Linked DNA regions of Rattus norvegicus: region 2 is linked to region 1. Evidence: chromatin contacts called from public Hi-C data. All regions are on one chromosome and are shown on one strand. The core of a region is the stretch at or near the end of the contact, and the rest is flanking DNA. Distances in the headings are between cores, read along the strand shown. Region 1 holds the start of Trim35 (tripartite motif-containing 35). Region 2 overlaps Dpysl2 (dihydropyrimidinase-like 2).

Region 1 (6,975 bases), core at 3,228-5,727:
TAAAGTTTATGTAGAATCAGAAGGGATCTCAAATAGTCAAAACAAGCTGAAAAAGACCAAGGTCTGAATCCTATACCTCTAGATTTTAAAACCTACTACAAACATATAAACTAGATGGTATTGGCACAAAGACAGACGTATAGACCAATAACATGGCATCTAGAATTGAACCCATGCATGAACCCAGTCAAATGAGTCTCAACCAATGTGTTAGGACCACACAACAGAGAATGGCACATCTTTCTGACAAATGATGTTGAGGAAATCCAACATCCACATATAAAATAATGAATTTGTGTATTTCCTCATAACAATGTAATGCAAAAGAAATAAATAAGTAACGATAAGGGAAGAAAACAGAAAACACTTCCTGGAGTTGGGTTGGGCTCCATACTGAGAACCTAAGCAATAAAAGTAAAACAGGATACTTTGGAATAAACAAACTCAACATGCATGAGCCAAAGTACACAATCAGCAGAGTAAAATGACAGCTCAGAGAATGGAGGGAAAGGTTTGCAAGTCATGTACCTGATAAGGAAGGAGCTAATATCTAAACTTTATAAAGAACTTGTATACATCACACTAAAGACTTGGTGTGGCAATGCGCTCTATAATTCAGCGCTTATGAGGCAGAGGGATTAGCAGCACGAGGTCGCTAAGGCTACACTGCAAACTCAAGGCCAGCTTGAACTGTATATCAGGTGTCGTCCCCCAAAAGGGAGCAAAAGGTGATTCACTTGGAAATATCCAAATAGTAACAAACACAGAAATGTGAGTAGCATCGCTGATGGTTAGGGAAACTTAAAACACACACACACACACACACACACACACACACACGCAAACACAAGAGCAAAAAAATGTCAAAAGAAAACCCCATTAAGATGGCTGTGATGACATAAAAAGCCTGGGAAGTAAAAGTGTTGGCACGGAACGGATGTAAGCAGTGAGAACATGCATGTGCTGTTCTTGAGAAGGGAAAACAATACAGCTAACATGGGAAAACAGCATGGTGGTCACTCAGAAATCTAAGGGGCAATGCATATCAATAGCAATTCCACTCTGGGGCATATTCTCAAAGGAATGCACACGCGGTGTCTCAAAGAGCTCTCTGTGCAATCCTATTCACAGTAGCATTGCTGGGAGCATCCAGGAAGTGGAAGCAACATAACTTTCAGTGATGGACAGGTGAGTGGATGAACAGAATTCGATTCATACATGCAAGGGACTTTATATTAAAAGGGATGAAATTACAAAATCGGCTGGAGCAGGGATAAACCTTGAGGTGTCCTTGGGTAGTCTGCTCTTCCTGGTGCTCCAATTTGTCACCATCTGTCTCTGTGTGAGATGTTTCAGTGATAGCTGAAAGGTTAGTCACAAAAAGGTAAATCCAGTGCGCATCTATCCACTTACAAAGTTATCAGGAGTGCTTAAGTGCATAGAGACAAAAGTACAACAGTGGTTTCTGGGGAGCAGAAAGCGGGGACTTGGTTAATGTGTAGACGAAAAGCTTTGTAGGTAATGGGCTTTGCACAGCAACGAAAAATAGTGGGCACTGCCCAACTCTCCCCCTCTCCCCCCACGAATCATTAATGCGTATTACATCACGTGTATTATACAGCTACAGATTTTAAATGTAAAAGGGTAAAAGTAAGAATGTAACTTTTTATGTGACACCTCTAGTATGTGCCTCGGGTCACTTCCATCATGACCAACAAGAGTTTTCTTGTTTGTTTCTTTGTTTTTGTGACAGGATCTTGATTTCTATCCAGCCAAGAAGTGTGGTGTTGGTACAGTCACTTTCTATAGTGGTGGGGAAGACCAGAAAGACAGGTTGCTTCATAACTAACCTTGGGGACCTTATATGTGTTTATAGTTTAAAAGGTCTCATGTCACACACATGTCAGACTGAATCAAAGACGTCTGCGGCCCAATCCACCCAGAGGCAGGTGGTTTCCTACCCTTGGTACATCCCTAGTCACTTGTTATAATGTGGTTTCCGTGAGCTCATGTTTTCCCTCCCAGCTCCAAGCTCCCGGCATAATGACTCTGAGATTTAGACGTAGTTACAAATGCCTTGGCCAATCGCTCTGGATCATTCCCTGGCTTGCTTATAACTTAATAATCGCATTATTCTGTTCCAAGTCCTGCCATGTGGCTGGTTACCTGGTCCTCAGTTACATGTGACTATCTCCTCTATGTCTGGGGTTGAATCCTTCTCCCTGTGCCAGTCTCTCCCCCAGAATCCTCTCTCTGTACTAGAACTTCCACCTCCCTGTTTCCTGACTAAGTTAATAGGTTAATAGCATCTTTATTGACAGGTGATTCTTCCATATAGCACAAGAGAGTCTCTCTACAACTTGTAAATCACTTGTTAGGGTCGACCTCCCTGCCTTATTCAGAGCAGCTAAGTACCGTTCGTCGTCCTATGCAGACTCCAAGCTTTAGAAAAGGTCTGAGCCATGGAGCCTTCACTGAGAGGATCAGGCCACTCTGCTTTCCTTACAGGTTTCCCTGACAACCAATGAATAATCTGTGCTGACTCTGCAGCTCTGGCTGCCTGTGTTTAAAGATGCTATCAGCAGCTCTCCTGCTGAACTGACCTTCTTCTGCCTGGAATACTTCCTGTCGCCTGATGTCGACAGAAACATACTAATTATTAGCATTAGCTTTTTCTCTTTGTTTACCTTAGCTACTTAAACCCTTGTGTGTAAAGTGGATTCCTTGTAGACAGCACATAGCAAGGCCTTGCCTTTTCATGTAATAGAACAATCCTTGCTTTTATTTCTTGATTACTGCTCTAAACAGAAGGGGGAGAGAAAGAGGAGGGGAGGCTAGAAGGGAGGTAGGCAGGCATTCCTTTTTGCCGGGATTTCAGCAATAAGGCTTTTAGGAGGTTCTTCAAATGAGGCGATGAGGGTGGAGCCCCATCTCTGTTTACTTTCTATTCCTGTGATAGAAACCATGGCCAAAAGCACTCTAGTGAGGAAAGGATTTATTTGGCTTACATGTCCTGGATCACGGTCTGTTGAGGGACACCAAGGCAGGGAACCTCAAAGCAGGAACTGAAGAAGACTCCATGGAGGGGTGCTGCTTTCTGGTTTGCTCCTCATGGCTTGCTTAGATTGCTTCTTCATACACTCTAGAACCACCTGCCCTGGGGGTTGGGATAGGGACACAGATCATGGTGGACTAGGCCTACCCACATCAATCAAGCCTCCCACGGGTTCTCCACAGAACCATCTTATGGATGGTTTCCTCCATAAGATATTTTCTCCCTTCAGGTTCTCTCTCTCCAAATGACTTCAGCTTGTGGAAAGTTGACAAAATTAGCATGAGCTCTCATAACATCATCAGTGGCTTTCTAAGAGGAAGTGAGATCTGAGCTGGTACACTTGCCTGTCTGGCCATGTGGTATTCTCTGTCTCATCATGATGCAGCAGGAAGGCTGGCACACCCGGCTCTCAAACGTCCCTGCTCTGGAATCTATTCTTTATAAACCATCTTGTCTGCTGTTCTAGCAAGAGGAATAGAAAACAGACCCAAACACTACCTTCTGATTTAGCACCTAGTAATTGTTTATCTCGTGCAATATTTTAAAAAAAAATTATATGCTTCCTATGATACCAAGGAGTTTTGGAATCTGCAGCTCCTTGCTTAGTGTGTATGCTTGGGAGAAGACAACAGCGGAAAGCTACAAATATCAAATTGTAATGGGCAGCTGGAAACATTCAGCTTGCCTTTCTTGGCAAGTATCCAGCCTGGATTTTTTTTTAAAAGTGTCCCTGTGTAACCCAGGCTGGTCTCGAACTCTTGATCCTCCTGCCTTAGCCTCCCAAGTGCTGAGATTACAAGCATGTTCAGCACGACTTTCTCATCCTGGCTTTAACTGCCTTGTAATCTCAGCACTTGGGCCTGATGCCACGGGCATGCTTCCATATTTATTTCACTCTCACGCCCCATTTTACTACCATTTTACACAGGAACTCATTTATCCAACCACAAGCCCAGAATCGCATCTCCTCAGGTCTTCCTGCTACCTCGAGGCAGCAGTAAACTCGACCAAAGTCAGAGGACAACCTATGTGAGGGTTTTGAGAAAACATTCCCAGTGCTGCATGACCCAGCTACTGCTTTGGACTCAGGTTCGGATCCCACCTAGGGAGCTAAGGAGTTAAAACATGAACGTCCCTAATCATCTATACTAGGAGTCTGAGATTTCGGGAATTGCTTAAGGATGGCGGCCCTTGGCTTCACTTCCTATTTCACAACGGAAATCCCACACTTCGGTGGGACGACAGATCCTTCCGCGCTGGATCTAAATGGATTGCTTCGGAGCTGGTGGAGACCAGGAACCACACCTCCTCCGGGAGACCCCGCGCAGACCGGAAGTGGGCGGGTCCGAGCCCTCAAAAAACATTCGTGATTGGCTGGAGGCACCTTAGCTCCCCGCTCTTCTGCGGGGACAACGCCCTCAGGCTAGGCATGAAGGCGGCTGCATCGGTGGTGACGGCTGCTGCTCCTGCGATGGAGCCAGGCCCCTCTGTGTCCCCCGGGCCTTCGCGCTCCTTCAAAGAGGAGCTGCTGTGTGCCGTGTGCTACGACCCGTTCCGCGACGCAGTGACTCTGCGCTGTGGCCACAACTTCTGCCGCCGGTGCGTGAGCGGCTGCTGGGAGGTGCAGACGACGCCCTCGTGCCCGGTGTGCAAGGAACGAGCGGTGCCCGGGGAGCTGCGCACCAACCACACGCTCAACAACCTGGTGGAGACCTTGCTGCGCGAGGAGGCCGAGGGCGCGCGCTGGACCGGTCGCCGGTCCCCGCGCCCCTGCCGCGCGCACCGTGCCCCGCTCACGCTCTTCTGCGTGGAGGACAAGGAGCTGTTGTGCTGTGCCTGTCAAGCCGACGCCCGGCACCAGGAGCATCGTGTGCAACCCATCAAGGACACTGCGCAGGACTTCCGGGTGAGCACCGCGCCAGCCCGCCCTAGAGACCCCCCCCCCGCTACCCCTCCCTTCACCCGGGCCTAGCAACCATCTTGCCCCCTATCCAGGCCCGTCTGAACAATGCTGGAGTGGTACGGTTTTCAGACATTCGGGCTTGGCGCGGTCAGTTTAGAAATGGAAAAGGCCAGAACCTAAAGCCTTGAGATTTCCCCAGCCCAGCAGTGCCCCCACGGGTTACAGAGCCATAAGAAAGGCCTTTGGCGCTGGCCTGCTGCTTTACTCCGATTACTTTTTTAGTATCCAAATATCTGGAGTTCCAGTGGCTATAATTAAACCAAAAGCAGCTGACACGACAGAACTAGCATGGCGGGGAAGGGTGGGTGTCGGTTCTGCAGGAAATCTAGCTAGGCGAGTACTTTACCTCGCAGCTGCACCCCAAGCCTAGTTTTGATTTTGAGCCAAGCTCCTAAATTAGCCAGGCAGGCCTTGAACTTTTCTTTGCTTACCTCAGCCTTGTGAGTGGCTGAGATTAACAGGCCTGTGGCACCAGACCCAGTGAAAAGGTCTTTGTTCTAAAACAGAAAAAAAATTGTTTTAGTACACGAGGTCAGACATTTTCGATAACTATTCGGCCTAATCGCTTAGAAATGCATGCTCCATTGCTTTACATAACACCCATCCTGGCATATCGACTTAATTTTTTTTTAAGGGTTTCTGAAATGTCCATTTTACTCTGGCAATGTCTTGTTTTAGAAGAGAAAAGCTCTTTTAAAGTCAGGAATGTACTGGAACAGCTAAATTTGTTTCATTAGCTGCTAATTCATGGGTCAGAACCACAGTTGGGAGGGCCCAGGGTCAGCTGCTAGGAAGCCTGACATGGTGAAGAGGAGATCCTGCAAGAGCCCGGGGTGCACATCTTCAGACGCCCTTTCTCCACTTTGTGAAATGCCTTTTTGGAATCTCAGCAGAGTTGATGGCAGCTCCATATAGAGTGGAGGCGGAGCAGATGGCTACCATGTACACACATGTTCTGACAGTCATCCGTCCTATTGGCTCAGCAGCGGTCCACAGTGCCTCCTGTTCCCTCATTCACTGGCTGATGTGCTAGATCTCTATTTGGCATAGCTGCAGGAGACAGCCATGGGCTTGGGTCCTGGTTCGAATCCCCTGGGGCTAGCAAAGGTACAGATTGGCATGGGTGGTATGTCCTCAGAACGGGTTAAAGCATCAGCTGAAGGCCCGAGAGAGCACGGGCCTGGAGACTGACTGCCTTCTTTCTATTCTTGCTGGGTTCCTTGTATTGGAAGGCCTCAGGAACACTAGAAGTAAGGCAATGTTAATAATTGCCACTCTCTGGGAGCTTCTAGCAAAAGTCTCAAGAACCTAGAGACATTAACCAGGTGAAGGAGGCTGGGGGTGGGGGGGGGTTGCAAGAAGATGCAGCAGCATATAGAAGGTTCTAGAAGAGAGAAAGCTTTGGACACCAGGTGAAGCCAGGAAGCCAAAGTCTCATTCTTCATTTTAGAATGGTGGTGTGAGGCCAGTGGGTGGTCCGTGTGAGTGAGTCTTAAAGAGCAGGGGGTGGGCCAATCTGAAAGATCCCAGGAGTTCTCACACTGTGTGCTCAGCCAGAGGCACTGTGCCCTATTCATTTATTTATTTGTGAAATAAACATACTGAGGACCCCTTTGATTCTTACACTCTGTCCTAGGTATTCTGGCTGCTTAAAACCATACATAAGGCAGTCAGACCCTCTGTTCTAGTTAATTTTATCTCGGTTATCTGAGGGAGTTTCAGTAGAGGGGGTTGCCCAGAATAGATCAGCCAATCAGAGAGATTTGTCTAGATTGATGATTGATGTGGGAGGGCCCAGTTCATTGGTCCTGGATAGTGTAAGAGCAGTGTGTGTACTGGGCCCTCCCACACCAATCAGAGGAGCTGTCTGATGGACAGCATTTGTCCATTATTTTCATAGTTTCTGCATTAGTTCTTGCTTGATTTCCTGCCCTGACACCCCTCAGTGGTGGTGTAT
Region 2 (6,975 bases), core at 2,350-4,849, 510 kb after region 1:
GAGGGGCCTTCTTTAGTAACTGTTCTGTAATAGAACACCTGAAAAAATTCAACTTACGGGAGAAAACAGGTTTATTGGGGCTTATGGTTTGAGGGTACAGTTTGTGGTGACAGGGAGGGAGGGCATGACGAGAGAGCAGGAAGCAGCTGGTCATATGGTGCTTGCTCCAGGAAGCAGAGAGCAATGAACCCTGGCGCCAGTCGCCTTCCACCTTTCCCTCCAGTCTGAGCTCCCAGTTCACAGGACCATTTCACTCACAGTTGAGCTTGGGGACTCCCACTTCAGATAGATCTCCAGGAAAATAAATGCCTGCACAGAGAGCCCCCGGGGTCTGTCTTCTAGATGATTCCAAATCCTGTCAAGTTGACAACGAGGATTAACCATCACATGACCTGTTAGAAGGTCCATAGCTCACTGAAGGTAAGACCTAGTACACACACACACACACACACACACACACACACACACACGCACATGTACACACATGTACACACACATGTACACACACACGCGCACACACACACACACACACACACACACACACACACACCTCTTCCAGCTTGGTACTAGATGTGAGCTTAAACACTCTTGCTAGTAGGGAGTGTGATTACTGGCCAGCCTTACCAGAAATGAAACACTATCATTCAAATGGACCTTTTCCCCTTTTCCCTTTTGTGAGAAGTGTAAAGGGAAACAAAGATTTTAAGTGTGTCCAGAGCATGATCAATTGTGTGTGTGTGTGTGTGTGTGTGTGTGTGTGTGTGTGTGTGTGTGTGTGTGTATTAGAACCTAGGACAAAGAAGATAAACCCAAAATTCGCAGTCCCTTGTAACATGATCAGTAATATTCTGTTTATATTAATTAATACAGGAAATCATTATGGTAGCAGTTATTCTTTAACCAACTATTTTCCAAAAGACACAGAGACCTTTCAGATTTATAACAAGCCTTAAAGCCTTACAGATGGACAGATATTAACCCTCTAAGCTATCTTGTCTGCTTCCCTGACAGAATGCCCATAGATACTGGCATCTCTCCTATTTGTGCTGCCCCTGCTTCGTAAGACCAGCCTTCATAGCCAGATGCTCACGGTCCACATTACCCCGTGGTGATTTCCTTCTTCCTCCCTCTTCTCTCCCCTGTGGTCCCTACATGAGACCGCAAGCCTGGGGAACCTTTGTCCCCTCTGCCCAGCTACTTTTATTAACCAATTGGGGATAGTTGCTTTATACTTGAGAATCTGCCCATCTTTGGGCCACCAGATCTTGGGATACAGAATTTAGCATTTGATCACATAGCAATGAACTAAGTCCCAATTGGCCATAGGCAAGGTCATGGCTGGTGGACTCCATAGCTGTCTTCTCTGCCCTCCATCTCTTCCTATTGAACGTGCCGAGATGGCTGAAGGTCTTGTGTGGAATGATGGGTTCGTTCGGACAAAGCTAGGTTCTGTGTCGGTAACAGCAATGAGGCTTAACAGTCAAAGCTCATCACATGAGTCTGTCATGCATTATTTACTCACAAGACTTTATAAACCCTGGCGCTTGCTCTTCCTCAGCCCTTACAGTGTTCCTCTCATGAGCCCTCAAACTGAGTGTAGCCTTGAGCTAAAGCTGGGCTTCCTCCAGCTTCAGGAAAACCCTGGAGCTCTGGGCCCTCATCATCTTTTACCTCCTGTAGGCACTGGCTCTCTCCCAGTGCTCAGGGCTTTCCTTGTCTGTCACTCAGGGGGTTCCAACCCCCTCCTGGTTCTCAGAGCTCCATTTGTCTGACACCCTCTGACCCCAGCCCTTTCCCAGTGCTCATAGCTCCCCTCATCTGTCACCCCATGGCACCAGCCTTATCCTGGTACCAAGGCTTAATCCACTAACAATGCATTTAGTATCTAGGTCACTTTGCCCTTTTCAAAAGATTGTTTTTGCGAAGAATTCTCACAGACATTATTTTACTTACAGCCCAAGGTTCTGGTAAGAATTAATTACGTGTAACTTGTGTATATACATACATCGGTCCTTTCCTACCATCCCAACACACTTTTTCCCAAAGCGTCTTTATGAAACTGGACATCTTCAAAACACTACTTTACTGACAATTCTCATCATCTCCTAGACCGCCCTTTCCCTGGACTTTTGTGTGTAGCACACACTGTCTGGTCTCTTAACTAGCATCTACATATGTGTGAATGTGTACGGTATGGTCATCCTACACACTCTATGCTGGCCCATGTTTTCCTCACACTGGATGACACGCAGGATGCTCTCCACCCTCTCACCCCAACCCTTCCAAGCAGGAACATTCTCAGAAGAGATCCTGGTTAATGGCGATTGGAGATACACCTGTTGCTCGCTCTGTGCATTATGATGCAGCCTTTCCCTCCTTGAGTGCTTCTCGGAAGGGTAGCCAGAGGGGTGTGTTTTCCGTATTATTATGGATCTGTTCCATTGACCACTTTATCACTTTATATTGCGTTCTCTCTTCTCTCTCTCTCTCTCTCTCTCTCTCTCTCTCTCTCTCTCTCTCTCTCTCTCTCTCTCTCTCAATGAGTCACTTCTGAGGCTTTACATCTAGAAAATCCAGTCTGCATTTTCCAATTTTCTTTTCTGTACAGGTTCTGGATTCGATGGAATGCCATGTGCCTGTAATTTCAGCATCTAGGAAACTGAGGAAGAAGAATCATGGGTTCAAGGCTAGGCTGAGATACCTAGGGAAACAGTGCTTCCAAAAAGCAAATGTATTTGAAGAGTGGAGAGATGGCTCAGTGGTTAAGTGGTTAAGAGAACTTGTTGTTCTTACAGAGGACCCAGGTATGGCTCCCAGCACCTCCTGCATGGTGACTCACAATCAACTGTAACTTTAGTTCCAAGGGATCTGATACCTTCTTCTGGCCTTCTTGGGCATTTTTGCAATATTAAATTATAAATATATTATACATTATAATATTAATAATTATTATACAATATAATATATTGTATAAATATATTATTAGTAATAACCATCTTATATTACATGAATATATATACACACACACACACACACACACACACACACACACGCACACACTGACTTGACTCTGAGCTGTACCTCCTCATCTATTTGCCAGCACAATGGCACCTTCTTCATGATTTTTTACAAAGATTAGGTCAGTTAATGGGCACAAAGCTCTTACACAGCACAGTGACAGCACTCTCTGGTGTGTCATAGAGAATGTTAGCTGTCAGCCTTGTGACTTTAACCAACAGATTGTCTGGAAACAATGGATACCATCTCCAACAGTCTCTGCAATCTACCAAAGACCTTGTATGACTACCAATCATTTCTTGATGCTTAGTTTTTAGGAGAGGCATTGGGGACACTGTTGCTGGGCTTTCCTGGTGTCCCTTTGCACCTCTCTGCTGCATCCATACTTCTCTCCTGACTTGTGCTTCCCCAAAGGGCAAGGAAAGCAAAGGAGTGAGCCAGGAAATCATTGCCAGATCCCATACGAAGAGCTATGTTTCCTAAACAACTCCTGCTCAGTAGCGTCATAGAGGGGATCTCATCACAGCCGAAGGGAGAAGAGGCAGCCTTGCTCTTCTAACAGAATGCATGCTACAGAACCTTGCCTGAGGATGGAGCCTTCTGCTCAGGGCAGTGTGAGACTTAAGCATGTCTTCCAAGCAAGGCATGCCCCAGACATTCCTAACTTTGCCCTTCTGGCTTCCTTGGGCTTTCATGCATGTGTCTAGGCTAAAATATACCAATAGTAACATAGCTGGCTGGACTTAACCATCCCACCAGCTACCTGGTCCACCTTCAGACTCAGCCTCCTCCAGCTCACCTTGTGCCATTCAAGAGGCGTTAATAGGAGATAGTGGATCAGACACTACCAGTCAGAGCATGGACTTCAAACTAGGGTACCTGGATCACTTTAAGTCCCTGCTCAAGTAGATCCAACTCCCAGTGCCTGCATGGGCCTCTCTGGAGTCTATCCTGCAAAAACCGACCTCCAAAAGGTTGAGGGGACTGTAGACTTGTAAGCTACAGGGTGCACCGGCCCTTCTTGGTATGGATGGAGTCTAGGGGATGATGGGATGGACCCGAGATCTTTGTTGTTCTCCCACAGGTTCCTCATGGCTGAGGAAGAGTTCGTGCTCCCCTTTCCCACATACATTTGACTTTCTTGATCACAAAGCCAGTCCTACACTCTGCATTATGGTTCCCAGAGGAGCCCAGGCCTTTCCTTCTGAATCCAGTCTCTTTTATTTCACCCTTACCCAGGGTCAATGTTGTAACTGGCCATAGTAGATCATGCTGAGGGGTGTAAAGGATCCAAGCAGGTATCTCTTGGCCTAAGCCACTGGGGCTTCTTGCACTTTCTTGCTCTAATGATGACATCATCTTTTTCTTTTCACTGTTTTTTTTTTCTAAAGGGATGATCTTATTATGTCACCCAGTTTTGCCTCAGCCTCCTGAGTGTTTGGCATTTGCCCCAGTGAACCACCAGGCTAGGCCTATGTAATTCTGCATGTTGCCTCATATAAAGTTTAGACAATAATAAATAGTGTGATAATGATCAGATGTTGTGAAGTTGGGGTTAAACCAGTCCTAACATATGATAGACACAGGGTGCCCAAACCACACACCTTCTTCATTCAAACCAATACCACCCAAAGGAAGGATCTGCAAACTGATACCCAGAAACCCAGCATGACTCTCACCCCCACCAGCATCCTTCGCCCTGAGCTGAGGGTACCGGTTTTGACAGAACCTCCACGGAAGTGTCAGGACACTCTCGACAATCTCTTTTCTCCCCTGCACCCACATAGTCAGACGATTTCCCAGGGTAAACATGTGAGAAGCAAGCCCATCATCTCCACTGAAACCCAACCTTGCCCCATGTGGTCCCACTCGAACCCCAGGCTCAAATTTGGCTTGGCCCTCCTGGTGGCTTTGCTGGGATGGGGTTTTAAGACACTGATCCTCAGTCTCCATTACCCTTATATCCCCCAGGTCTGGCATCTCCTGGACTAAGACATCATCCCGTAGCCAGGATACCCATAGGAACCTGTGGCATGGGGGTGAGCACTCCTGGGCTGGTCCACAGTCCAAGGCTAACCCAAGCTAGGGCTTCCCCAGGCATCACTTCAGAGGGGAAGCTGACACACTGTAGGAATATAGACACACCTCTGAAACAACCACACTCTGCTTTATTGGGTGTTCCGTGGTCATATAACACAGACTTCTTAAGGAATAATAAACACGAGACTTGTATTTTACCATAATTATCTTGCCATTAAGACAGTGGTTACAAAATATAAAACAAAAATTTGAAAAAGAAAAAAGAAAGAAGTACCTTTCTGGCTACACACATGATCAGCTTTAGCACTGAAAGGTCCCCCCTCGTGGGTCACAATCACAGGTTCAAGGGTTAAAACCGTCTAGCAGTAAATTCTACAATGATGTAGAGCATCAAGTCACTGCAGTCACTCAGTTCTGAGACGCTGTTGCCTTAGGTTAGCATTTACACATGACATTCATTTCACAGACACAGAAAGCAAACCAACAGGTAAACATGCTTACACGGACTGCGGAAATCTTCCGGTTTAAAACTGTTGTGTTTGTCTTGTTTCTTTTTTTTTAAGAAAATGCTCGAAAACAACCAAGAGGCCCGCGGCCCCGTACAAGAAACATCGGGAGTGAATACTGAAGAGCTGCAAGTTTCTCAAAATCCAAAGGAATGAACCAAAAAAAAAATAAAAAATAAAATAAAATAAAAAAATGTGTTTTCCAATGTTCAAATTTCCTCTCTAAGCGCAGGTAAGAAAAAAAAGAGCAAATATATTAAGTCAACCAATTTTTAAAAGTGCAATTTACCTTTATAACAATGAAAATTAACAACAAACCCAAAATACCGACCCTTAACCCCAAAGACAAAATGTGTGGACACTCAAAGTATCGCTAATTTTTGATGCTCTGTTTTACACAAGCAGATTGGATTCATAAAAGCCTACAGACCTAACACTGCTTACAGGGACCTGTAAACACATCTGGAAAGGAGTATGACAGACATCAGCAAATACAGAAAGAAGCCAGCTAGTGAAAGCCTGTCACTATAACAGGAAGAGGAAGGGTGATAGATATGAGGTGACATGGTCTCTAAGAGGCGACATGATCTCTAAAGCGGGTCATGCGGTTCCATTTGTATAGTTTTCTTCCCACAACATATTATTTCCTAAAATAGGGTTGCCCCTCTTGTAAAAAGACTTGAAGTCTAATTATCCCAAAGATTTCTACCTTTGCAAAGCCTTCCCCCATCATGTTAGACCTTTTGAAAAAAAAACTGTAAAGAAAATGTTCCTCCGACCACCACACTCACACAATGAGAAATCCCAACATTCTAGAATCCCCAAAAACGCTTCCTGGCGAAGGCTGGGCAGGGCTCCTCCACAGAGAGACTGGTCCCAGTTTGGTTGTCTCATGTGAGCTTGGGAACTGGGTTTACAGATTTAACTGGAGACTGTTACTCCTACAGTCTAATTCTTCCCCCCATCTCTTTCCACCACAAGTGACTCTATTCTGGGCCCACATGTGACAATATTGGTGACATAATCAGGACCATCCCTGTGTCTGGCAAGCCTCAAGCTCAGCCACCTCCTAGTGACGGGAATCAGCTAGCACCAATCTTAAACAGACACCAGGCTAGCACAAAACTATGGAGTGGGGGTCAAAACTAGGGTCCGCTCAGGCTGTGTCTGAGGCCAAATTCAGATGCCTGGCTTTGAGAACAAACAAAAAGCCAGGGAAAAAAGCACATTGTCTCGAAGAAACACAAACCAGGAGACCAACATCTAAATCTCTCCAAGAGTGCAGAAGAAAAAGCCAGAACAGACCGGAGACACAGAAAAATGGTAGAGAACCTTCAAAAGGTCTAATCTGTTGCAAAATCTAGGCCAAAGAAGAAAACCAGTCTCTTCTCAACAGCTGACCCGGAAGAGT

What was found. A called contact is a pair of places that touch in the nucleus more often than the background predicts.
Region 2: a Hi-C map of frontal cortex shows a contact between it and region 1, with 2.5 times the contacts expected there. The contact joins the enhancer-like site here to the promoter of Trim35 in region 1. A contact is called at or near these places in 2 of 12 Hi-C or Micro-C datasets (Schwann cells and frontal cortex).

Annotation. Positions count from the first base shown.
Region 1 is chr15:44,664,802-44,671,776 of GRCr8, forward strand. Trim35 (tripartite motif-containing 35) reads left to right here and starts at 4,478. Exons shown (of 6, transcript NM_001025142.2): 1 at 4,478-4,961. The coding sequence starts at 4,485. Mir6320 (microRNA 6320) reads right to left here and starts at 3,931; the gene lies at 3,811-3,931.
Region 2 is chr15:45,175,877-45,182,851 of GRCr8, forward strand. Dpysl2 (dihydropyrimidinase-like 2) reads right to left here. Exons shown (of 14, transcript NM_001105717.2): 14 at 5,165-6,975. Among named protein-coding and RNA genes, the nearest start is that of Dpysl2, 69 kb to the right of the region's middle. Within about 2 kb of position 3,600, at least 34 of the 93 cell types and tissues checked have an H3K27ac peak or open chromatin away from gene starts, as enhancers often do.